Regions from separate parts of the Ovis aries genome. Here region 2 is linked to region 1. A link is a contact called in public Hi-C data. All regions are on one chromosome and are shown on one strand. The core of a region is the stretch at or near the end of the contact, and the rest is flanking DNA. Distances in the headings are between cores, read along the strand shown.

The links. Hi-C and Micro-C count contacts between places; a contact is called where the count stands out from the background.
Region 2: a contact with region 1 is called in a Hi-C map of skin fibroblasts, with 2.3 times the contacts expected there. The contact joins the enhancer-like site here to the promoter of SLC4A4 in region 1. A contact is called at or near these places in 2 of 16 Hi-C or Micro-C datasets (skin fibroblasts and tail adipose tissue).

What each region holds. Positions count from the first base shown.
Region 1 is chr6:87,177,948-87,183,653 of ARS-UI_Ramb_v3.0, forward strand. It overlaps SLC4A4 (solute carrier family 4 member 4), which reads left to right and starts at 2,801. Exons shown (of 25, transcript XM_060417186.1): 1 at 2,801-3,411.
Region 2 is chr6:87,269,449-87,275,154 of ARS-UI_Ramb_v3.0, forward strand. All of the region lies in intron 3 of SLC4A4 (solute carrier family 4 member 4), which reads left to right. Among named protein-coding and RNA genes, the nearest start is that of SLC4A4, 92 kb to the left of the region's middle. Within about 2 kb of position 2,768, at least 3 of the 54 cell types and tissues checked have an H3K27ac peak or open chromatin away from gene starts, as enhancers often do.

The DNA of each region.
Region 1 (5,706 bases), core at 1,551-4,050:
ATCATGCAGACACGAGGCTTCATCATCTGCTGCCACTAGATGGTGCCTGTCATTGACACAAAGGTTCTTCTTCCCATCTTTGTTTCCTTTAGGTGCCTATAAGGACCTTGGATGATATCAAAGAAACTTGATAAGCTAAAATAGTGGTTTAGTATCCTAGAGGGTCATTTAGCAGAGAGAGGTATTTATTAAACAAATAAATCATTATCAGTACAGATTACTTATACTGTTTTTCTAATTCCATTCATTTTTTCTGTTCATTTTTCTTGTCACCAAGCTGTGTGAACACCAATATGAAATGAACAAATAAAGCTTTCTTTGGGCTCATGAGAATCAAGGGACGTAGCGTGTTTTAGGATTGGTGAAATTCATTGTCCTAGCTCTGAACTGGAGAAGGAAATGGCAACCCACTCTGGTACCCTTGACTAGAAAATTCCTTGAGTGGAGGAGCCTAGTGGGCTACAGTCCATGGGGTCGCAAAGAGTCCGACAACTGAGCCACTTCACTTTCACTTTTTTCAGCTCTGAATAGCAATAGCAAAGGTGACCACACGCAGAGATAACGAGAAAAGTTAATCAATGACCTTTCAAAAGAAAAACACATGCATCTCAATTACTGGACAATAGTCAATAGGAAAGGAAATGGAACCTGCGCTTTTAATTGTGGGATAGCAAACATCAAGTAATGAGAATGATAACAGGTTGCTGGCTTTTTGCCAAAGACAACTCTTTTTCTCATTAATATAAGGGACACACAACCCCTCACCCCATAGTGCTCTAATTCTCTCTCTGCATCCCACCCCACTCTCCAACTTTATACTCCTTTCAGGGTAAAATTTTGTCCATCTTGATAGAAAAATGCCTTTAAGGGTTACTTTTTTGGTTTGTGTAAAGGCCAGTTTGATGGATTTTGCAGCAGAATATTGGAAAATGTAAGTTTCTTGGACTTTTCCTTTCCCAAACAGTCACTAACACTGACCATTCATGGCTGGTTCACGATGATAATGAGAAATTGCCAGCTATGTTGAAATACATAATCCACAGTGTGAAAAAACTGCTGAACAGCAATGGCAAATTCTTAATACAAAAGTGGCTTCTCTTTTCCTGTGAGCTTACTTTGGGGTTGCTGATTCTTGCTAACTGTGTGCTCAGGGACTGAAAGTTAATTTTAACATTAGTCTAAAAACAAAGTATAGTTATGTAGGCAAAATCTTTACATTAAAAAAAAACAACTTGAATTTCCCACGTTATTGCAGTGGGTCATGTAAGCTGTGTGAGCATTGAGGTAACAACAGCCAGACACACGACATTAATGCATTTCAATTTTAGACATTAGATAGTTTCTGGTCATCCCAGAGTCTCCTGAGCACTAACCAAGGATTTTAAACACACTAGGTTATTTTTTTTAAAGGTGCAAGTATATACCTGTTTTGCCAGCATTGGTGAGGTACAGTAAATAATATGTCTATTCCAGTTTTAAATACTAGAAAGAAGACTTTTGTCTCCAACTTATTTTCCTCCAGATTTTTTTTTTCCCCACTAGGGGTCTTATTTAATTATAGGTTAGTACTGAAGAAAGGGCTTCCCTTGTGGCTCAGCTGGTAAAGAATCCGCCCGCAATGCGGGACACCTGGGTTCGATTCCCAGGTTGGGAGGAGCCCCTGGAGAAAAGACGGCTACCCACTCCAGTATTCTGGGCTGGAGAATTCCATGGACTGTATAGTCCATGGGGTCGCAAAGAGTCAGACACGACTGAGCGACTTTTACTTGCTATTGAAGAAAGAATTTGGAAACAAATCTTTGGTGGAGGTAGTCAGCATGTGACATTATTTCTCTAGGGTTTTAGGTGTTCCAGTGGTTACCCTCAGAGATGCAGTTTGGTCAGTGACTTCCACATGTATATTAAATATATAACATGTATTAATAGGAAATGCACATGGGCTTATATCATATACTGTGTGGCTCAAATCCATTAAGTGGCTCCTCTCTAGCAGTATCCGGAACATTAGACGGTGTCAGTGCCGACAGTCTGTTCATATATTTATGGTCTACTTAACTGATCAAAATGGGGCTGGGTCATTGATATATTATTAGTAGTATTATTTGCTTGGCAAAGAGGACTTAAACCTCTATTAGCCTTAGAAACAGAGTAAATACAATAATCCATTTATATCCTCAAGAAACTCCCTTGGATGACTAAAGATGCTTTCCAAACTGGTTGAGGAAGACAGAAGTCATCAGTGACAAGCGAAGGACAAGGCTGACAGCAGCGCTCTCCCCAGACATCCTGTGCTAGAGGTGAACGACAACTTCACACAGTGAGCTGGCAGCGCGCTCTCTACCTGTTTCCCTCCACTTTAATAAAAGTAGCTTCAAGAGTGATCTGTCCCAGTCACTTCAGTTCTGCAAGAGAGAGCAAGCTCTCCCTGGCGAGGAACTCTTGTAAACCGGACAAAAAGCTGGGACTTAGCCGGCTCAGGGCACAACAGAGAGACAGAGAGACAGACAGAGACAGACAGAGTCAGAGAGAGAGAGAGAGAGAGAGAATCCAGGGAAGCGGAGGCGGCGGGTCAGGAGCCGGGTCTTCGGTCAGTTCCAGCCGGACGCGGCGCCCAGAGCCCGGGCCCCCGGGGGCGGTGCGGCCCGAGGCCCCTCCCCGCCGCCGCGATGCCCCGGCTGGTGACGCCGAGCGGCGGCCCGGAGCGGTGGGGGCCGGGCGGGCGGGCGCGAGCGAGGGCAGGGCCGGGGGGCCGGCCGAGGCCAGTCGCGGCTTTAAATATGGATCGCGGGCTCGCGCTCGTGGCACAGCCTCCGCCACCGCCGCCCTCCCGATCCACCCCCCTCCCCGGGCTCGCTCCCGAGGGGCGTCCGGGCCGGGCGCCGCCGCTGCGGTGGTAGTTACCGGCAGGAACCTCGGCGATCCCCATGAATATGCAGGAGCTGCAGAAGGCAAAGTAGAGTAGACGCCCCGCGCTCTCACACACTCACCCGCCACGCACCACGCGGGCCGTGTAGACATCTGCCCCCGCGCCCGCTCTCTCCCCTCTTTCAGGGTCCAGTCCCGCCGGCTCCGGAGACCCTCCCGCCCCCGCGCCCTCGCCCCGTCCTCGCCTCCCCCCGCCCCGGAGCGCGCACCCACCCGGACGGCTAAGTTGTGACTACTTGGGCGGGGGTGTCTCGAGCCCCGCGCCTCGCGCCGACAACTTCCCGCGGTTCGGCCCCGCCGCGCCCCGGGCCCGCGCCTCCCGGGATCCCGCGGGCTCCCGGCTTCCAGCCCCGGCGGCGCGCCGGGCAGCGCTTCGGCGGCGGCGGCAGCAGCGGCGGTGGCAGCGAAGGCGGCGGCGGCAGCGGTTGCTGCAGCCCCACACTCAACCGCCAAACTGGACGAGCGACGGAAGCCGGACCCCAGGAGGTGAGCACCCGGCCGGGGCCGGGGAAGGAGGGTCAGCTCGGGGCAGGTCCTGGAGGGGGCGCGGGCGGCCTGGGCGCGCGCGGGGAGCGAGCGAGCGAGCGCGAGAGAGAGGTCAGTTGCGGGCCGGGCATCTTCGGGGGCTGGGCGCCCGGCGGAGTGTGGAAGCAGATACCGCAGAAAAGTACTTTTTTCTTCTTAGCGTTAGAGGGGGACGTTGGATGATCCTGCTGCACCCGCATGGTCAAGCCCTCCCCTTCCCCGACACCCCTCCGCGGCGCTCACCTGGCGTGCCTGCCCGGACTGTGGGGCCACTGTATCCCGGGGGCTGGGCTCCGGCGCAGGACACGTGTGTTCCTGCCTGGGTGAGCTTTGGTGGCCCCAGCGTGGACGGGCACCTGCCGGAGAGGGAGACATCCCCAAACACGCTCGCGGGGGAGGCCGGGGGATGGGGGCAGGGGACTTTCGGTGCCACCGGGACCTCACTGCCAGCCCGGAGACCGATCATTCACATCTCCCCCTGGCACGCCGAAAGCGGGGGTGAGTCAGGCAGATTCTCTGCAAGTGGCACACACATACACTTCTTTGCAATGGATTTGGAAAGGGGAGGTTAAACTGGAATTTCTCTTGGCCGGCGACAGTGAAGCTCTTCCTCAGGTACTGGGCACATGTGCGTCTTGGCAAGAGAAGGTGATTTCTTCTTTCTTAAGTGCATTTTACCCAGCCTTTGCCAGTCCGCTAATAAGAGTCGCCAAAGGAAGGTAGCAGTTGGGAACTACATCAGCAAACTGCAGCAAGCCCCGCAAGGAGGGAAGTTAATTAAAGAACAAAAGAATCGCAGCAGCAAAAAAACCCGAACTTGACACTAAAGATGGAGAAGGAAGCCATTCTACCTCTGTTCTGCCATCGTAAACCATTTTTCAGAAGAGTTCCTTGTAAAACTTCTGTTTGTTTGTTTTTTTTCCCCCACCCCTCACTCCTCAAGGCCTTACCTTCACAACGTAAATGGCCCTCAGCGAGGTCTTTCCAGACTTGACAATGAAGAGCATTTAACAGTTTTGGTTTATGTTCCTCATTTGCTTTCCCATTTCACTTCAGTGCTGGAGAAAGTTGTGGCTAATGGGAAATCGTGAACACTGGGCTGTGCCAAACACACATTGTCTCAAATCCTGGAAAGGTTCCTTTTCTGAGAGACACTGCCTTGTACCATATTTCCCCTTTTCCTTGTATCTGGGACTTGAAGTTTGAATAGTACCTGAATTAAATTTAAGCATACCTTGCCCATTAGGGCTTATTTTTTCATGTTGATTTGTATAGATTGTTCACAGCAATGAGAGCAGTATCCAGTAGCTTCTTATAGCCAACATAATGTCTTTTGAAAGGTTTCTAGCTTAAGAACTCTCTTCCTTGTATCTATCACATTAGCATTTAAGTGATTTTCATGGTCATAATGGCACTTAGATTGAGGTTATTGATATAGCTTCAGTCAAAGGAAAATGTCTGCTTTTTTTTATAGCTTTAACAACTGAGAAAAAAACTTTTACTTTCATTTTAAAGTTAAACGTAGTGATAGGATTCTGTTCTCTTGCTATTGCATCTTGAAATTCAGTAGCTTTTACTTTATCTCAGCGTCTCTGGTAAGATGACAAAAACCTGCTGCATATATGGGTAGAGAGAGGAAAGTAGTACTCTTATGAACTCATGAGGCATAGCGCATTTATCAGGGTGTGAGGGTGGGAGGGATAAGATGGGATAGTTTGATAGTTCTAGGCATGTCCACCTTTGTGAAAACAGAAAACAGACAGCTTATAGAAGATGTCTTCAAAATGAGATTTGGAGTATCATTTAATGGTTCGGGGTCATTCTGTACCCTTAGTAACATATATAAGGCACGCCAGCCAATGAAATATCCAGAATGTACTGTTTATGGTGGTGTATCTCTTTTAGTTCATTTTGTTAACATAAAGGACTTTATGAATGTTTTGTTATTATTTTCATCTTTTAAAGGATTAGAATATATTTTGGGTTTACAACCATGTGTGAAAGCACTACAGTGAAATACTACAGGGAATTTTTTCTCATATTTAGAGAAAAAATGTGATAGAAATGGGTAACCTTTGGGACAAATTCCAGCACACTCTGCTGGTAATTTCATTTTTCACTGAGCTCTGGCAAGTATAATTTTCAGGTTCTGATCCCTCGTTCTGATAACAAGATCAATCGTTTGGCCATGGCTTACATCTTAAAGAAAACACAACACTTAAGGAAAGGAAATACACATTAGTTGGTGAATCACGT
Region 2 (5,706 bases), core at 1,518-4,017, 91 kb after region 1:
AAATTGTTCATATTTTCAAAACAGAAATAAAAAGTGCTACCCTGCATATACTTTCTCTCATGAGAAAATATTAAAATGTGTGAAGATATGCATGTCAGTGCAAGAATGCAAAATGTTATTTAAGATGGCATTTCACTAAAGAACTGTATTAGCATGTTGAGTTGGAGTAAGCTTCCCTCTGCATAAGACTATTTGGGGTACATATTTCACGTTGCTGAGTGAGGATAGTATATAAAAGAGGTTACTGATGATAGTGAGATTTGTTAATCAGTTTATGTCACCAAGGCTGTTTGTGGAGTGTCTTACATGGAGAATTTTAAGAATTGTTTATGTATGTTTATCATGGATAAACAGATTAATCTGTGTTGCTGCAGAGATGAACTTAGGTGACCTTTGTACATCCTTCTCAGAATTATGATGTAATGGTTTTGAAACAAGAATGTCCCTGAAATTTTTTATTCTTTCGCTATTTGCCAATTAAGCCAAATTCCTTTTTTTTTTTTTTTTTTTTTTAAAAAAAAAGCAGAGTGTATTCAGTACCCTTAGGAGTTACTTTTGGTAGTGGTGTTACTGTGTTCCAGCAATCTGTATTAAAATTATCCTTTGTCAGTTACCAAAATTTTAACACAGAGGCCACAGAGAAATTACATTTAGTTGATTCTGCTTCATTTACGAGGTTTGGGGAAGGAATAACTTAGGTGTAATGGAAAATGTGACTTCTGGATGCAGATTTACAGGAAACATGCCGACTGTATAGCTGGCTGTGTTTGTTCAAAACTGAAGTTGTTTTCAGAAAAAAATAGGCTGATTTCTGTTACCAAGTCATGGGAATAGCAATTTCTGTAACTAGAAATTCGCTGCAGATTCGTCTAGTATCCAGAATGCATGCATGAACAGCTTATAAAATCCTAGGTCAGTTCTTTGACTCTGCTTTGTTATTTCTTGTGAAATTGCTGAATTCCCCAAATGAACAAAAACCAAGGAAACAAACAAGCAGAAAATTTCAGAGAGATTTTTGGATTATTTTTTTATTGATGTCCACACCCAGAGATGGCTAATATTCTCCCTTGTTCCTCCAATTCGTAAATATAGATTTTGAACAAAAGTTACTATGGTTAATAAGAACTGAAGGTAGATAACTGGTGTTCTACTGGCCACTCATTTAGATCAAATGCTAATCAAAGTTTTCTAAAGTACGTGAGAAGTGTGTGGCTAAAGGAAACTTTTCCTGAGTTGCTTGCTTGCTTAAACCAAACTTGGAAGATTTATAGATTTTTTTTTTCCCGCTATCAAATGGACTGGAAAATGTGTATGCCACATTCTCTTTAAGTTCCTTTTATTCTATTGTTTTCTGATTCTTTCTGATATTTGTAAAAACACCTAAGTGATGAATATAATGGGATAAATGTCAGGATCTTTGCATTGCATATTCTTTGTGTACAGTAGAAGTGACAGAGAGGCTTTCCTTGTCTGGCAGGTGGGTAAAATGTTCTGCCTTTACGTGTGAAAATGGGGAATTTGAATAGAAGGCTTGTACTAGCTTGGATGAAAAAGAGATCAATCAAGGGCAACGTATTAGTAGAAAAACCAACCTGAAGCTTGTATTTATTATAAGTAACAATTGATTTTTTAAAATGTCATTGAATTCTACATTTTGGCGAGTGCGGGGGGCAGGGGGTCACACAGGAGAAAAGTACATGAATGGCACTGAAGGTAAGAAGGTAGAAAAGTGTTAGCCGCTCAGTTGTGTCCGATTCTTTGTAGTCCGTGAACCGTAGTCCACCAGGCTCCTCTGACCATGGAATTATCCAGGCAGTAATACCGGCATGTGTTGCCATTCCCTTCTACAGGGGATCTTCCCGACCTGGGATTGAACCCTGGTCTCCTGCATTGCAGGCAGATTCTTTGCCATCTGGGCCACTAGGGAAGCCCAAGGAGAGAGAGGAGATGACCAGTTCTGAGAACGAGAGACTGTGGAGGGATCCTGACTGTTGAGAAAGACAGTGAGACCAAAGAACAGAAAAATCACTGGGTGAGTGGCAGAGGCTAGCTTCTCACCCCTCAAAATAGAACCACATTTCTTAGCAGGACCAGATCTCTAACGCTGTCCTCAGACAAGTTTCAAGTGGCCTCTGCCTGTTTTATCTTTAATCCCCCAAGGGATAGTTTTTCAACCATGATTCTCTAGCTTCTTTTCATTCTTCTGTTTACATTACCTCTTTGTATTGGTTTTGGAGTCCTCCCTAAGAGATGTTCCTTCTGTCAGAAACTTGGGTCTTAATAGACCTTTTCTTAATACTTGTTTATTATCACTTTTTAAAAAAATTCCAGAACACTAAAGTATAAATAACCATATTTAGCATTCTGAAAAATTCTTCTGGTTATTAATCTCTAAGATTTCTAGTAGGCCATTTAAGATAGCTACAATTCAACTTATGTTCCTTATAGGAGATTACCCCCAGGATTTGTTCAGCCATGAGATAAAGCTGGGGAAAGTACTTTCTACAAGGCTGCCCTGAGTGTTCACATCTAATCCAAGACTGGTCCCTTAGTAATCTGCCTGATGACAGTGGAAATTCAGTGAGGCAATGGGACTTTTTTGGAAGACAGCTGGATCTAGGGGAATTTTTGTAAGCAATGAACCATTCTTTAATTGAAACCACTGGATGTGGTTAGTAGTTTATTTTAAAAACACCATATGTTAGTTCATTCCTATATACTGTAACAATTGTAGTTGACATTTCAGTTTAGTCCCGTTCATGAAAGAGTGGCTCACTTCCTTGAAATCCTGATCTCTGTGCCAAATGCCAGCACATTCACAATTACAGTTTGGCTTTTAGGCCATTGTGCAACTTTTTTTTTTTTTTTTGAGTATGTGGTAGGTTTTTATTTATTTTTGTCACTTTCACTAATTTCTCATATTCTTAAATGAAAAAATGTTTTCTCAGCCTTTTGTTTGTTAAACAGTAACTTTTACTCCTTTCTCCATAGTTCCCCTGAGAGGAAATAAGCTAATGTAACTTTTTTTTTCTTTTTTTGACTCTCCTTTTTGGCCAGAAAGTCAAGCTAATGCATGATCTCATTGAGACATGATCTCTGTATGAACCATAAGCTAGTAAGCTTGTCATCATCCTTCATGGTTCTGGGGCAGACACCCCACGAGCCACCGCAACAGGGTGAGAGGAGAGATGCAGTCAGATCCCTGAGTCTCAGTGCAGTGCAATGCAAGTCAATTCAATTTAATCCATTTTGATTCAGTCCAAGAAATATTTTGTTGTTGTTGTTCAGCCGCTCAGTCGTGTCTGACTCTTTGCGACCCCATGGTCCACAGCACCCAGGCTTCTCTGTCCTTCACCATCTCCTGGAGTTTGCTCAATGTCTGTTGAGTTGGTGATACCATCCAACTATCTTGTCCTTTGTCGTCCCCTTCTCCTCTTTCCCTCAATCTTTCCTATCATCAAGGTCTTTTCTAATGAGCTGGCTCTTCACATCAGGTGGCCAGAGTATTGAAGCTTCACCATCATCAGTCCTTCCAGTGAATATTCAGGGTTGATTTCCTTCAGGATTGACTGGTTTGATCTTCTTGCAGTCCACGGTACTCTCAAGCATCTTTTCCAACATCACAGTTCAAAAGAAATATTTAGAGAGTACTTTTTCTTTTCAGGCATAGACCTGGGCACCGGGCCTGCAGAGATGAAAATTGAAACCTGACAGTTTAGTGGAAAAAATGACACAATTCAAATTGCAGAGACTATGACAAGTACTATAGTAGAGCTATACATGAGGTGATATGAGGGCATCAAGGAAAATGTCTAGGTTTGACATGGGGAGTAGGAAAAGGCATCACAGAGAAAGGAGCATTTGAGTTGAGCCTTGGAGCAACCGGAGTGTCTGGAGGGGAGGGGAGGGGAGTGAGGAGCTGGTGAGATTTCATTGCTTCTTCACCTAGCAGTGGACCAGCACAGAGGGTGAGCAAACTGAGGGGCTTCTACCAAAAGATCCTTTCCCCCTTTAGAAGGAAAGAATGTGGTCATTATATTTCTGTAGTTAAACAACCATATGGGACTTCCCTGGGGGTCCAGTGGTTAATAGTCCACACTTCCACTGAAGGGGGCACAGGTTCAATATCTGGTCAGGGAACTAAGATCCCACATGCTGCATGATGGGGCCAGACAAACAAAAACCAGATGGAAAGAACAACCATAGAAGTACATTTTAGGAGACTCTGCTTGGTAGCCTGCCTAGTATATATTCTCCTTTTCTTCTTTCTCCTCAAAACGCCAATTTTGTTCATGACAGCAGTGTGGCAGCTGAAAACATAGATTTCCCAGGGTCCCTTGAGGTAGAGACTAAGCCATGTGACTTAGTCCTGACCAATGAGATGTAAGCTTAGGTGAACTGGGTGGTGCTTGGAGAAATGCATGTTTCTTAATGGAAAGGGATAGGTGACTGACACTTATTTTAATAAATATTAGTGAGTGAATATTTTAGTTCCATTATTTACTCCATAAATGATAAAAAATATCTTCTACTTAGAGGAAGTGAAGACCTGGAATCTCTTAATTTTGTCATTGTTGGTGAGCCTGAGCAGCCCTCAGATTTTGCAGGTTGGTCTGTTTATATGACTACCTGTCCTGTCACACTCATCTTACAAAGGAGAGCTATCAGCAGTAATGTGAATAAATCTGTGTAGAAGGTGACAAATTTTGTTGATAAAATGTTGCTGAGAATAATAACAATTACTATTTACTGGACACAATCTCTACAATAGGTACTCTGCACGTACCTAAAAATTGTAATCTTAGTTTTCCTCATCAAAGCCCTTGAGGTTAATGTCCTCATTTTTAGGGTTAGGGACCTAAAGCGTGCAGAAGTGAGTGACTCTCCTGACATTACATGGTTGGCAAGTGGTATTGCTGGGACACTGCCGTCTGTCTGACTCCAGGCAAAGTTCTTTGCCATTGTGCTAGAGTGATTAGGATAAAGGTTAGATCAGGCTTTTTCACAGCATCTATTTAGAGCGAATGAAATTTGAAAGTCATTGTTCACATCCAAATTCACCTTGTGTAATATTATCAATATTGATTCCTTTTTCTTTCACTCTGGAGTAGTGATGAACTTAAGCACAATAGATGAAGTAGCCTTTCCTTTTCTCCCTTGAAGTCCTACATGGTTAATCTAGAAATCTTAGCTTAGAGTCAGAAGTCATATTATGTATCTTTTTATTACTTATTTTCTAAGTGATTACATTTATTATTTGAGAAAGTGCATCAAACAAAATTAACTAAAGTAGCTAAAATTGACTGGATGTAATGGGTGGTGTGGCTAGATTTTGCTGCGGATACAGATAGTTTTCTTTTCTGGGTGAAATGTCAACTTGTTTCTCATATTAAAATCTGTTATCTGTCACTTGGTCATTCACTCATTTGTTCTTTAATTTTTTTTATTTTAAAGTTTTAAAACTTGTCAAGTTTATCTTGGTTGCGTGTTTTGAACCTATTTTGCTTTCAAGGGATTTTACTATAAAATATTACTCAGCTTCCCTGCTCTAGGAGATCCTTAGCCCTCTAATCTTTGTTCCTTGTGAACAAGTGAAGTCACGGCAAAGTTATTCAGTACTGAAAACTCTAGAGAGAGTCTCTCAGTAAACCTCAGGACCACAACAGTATCAGAAAGACTGAGATACCTCATTCATACATCTCTCCC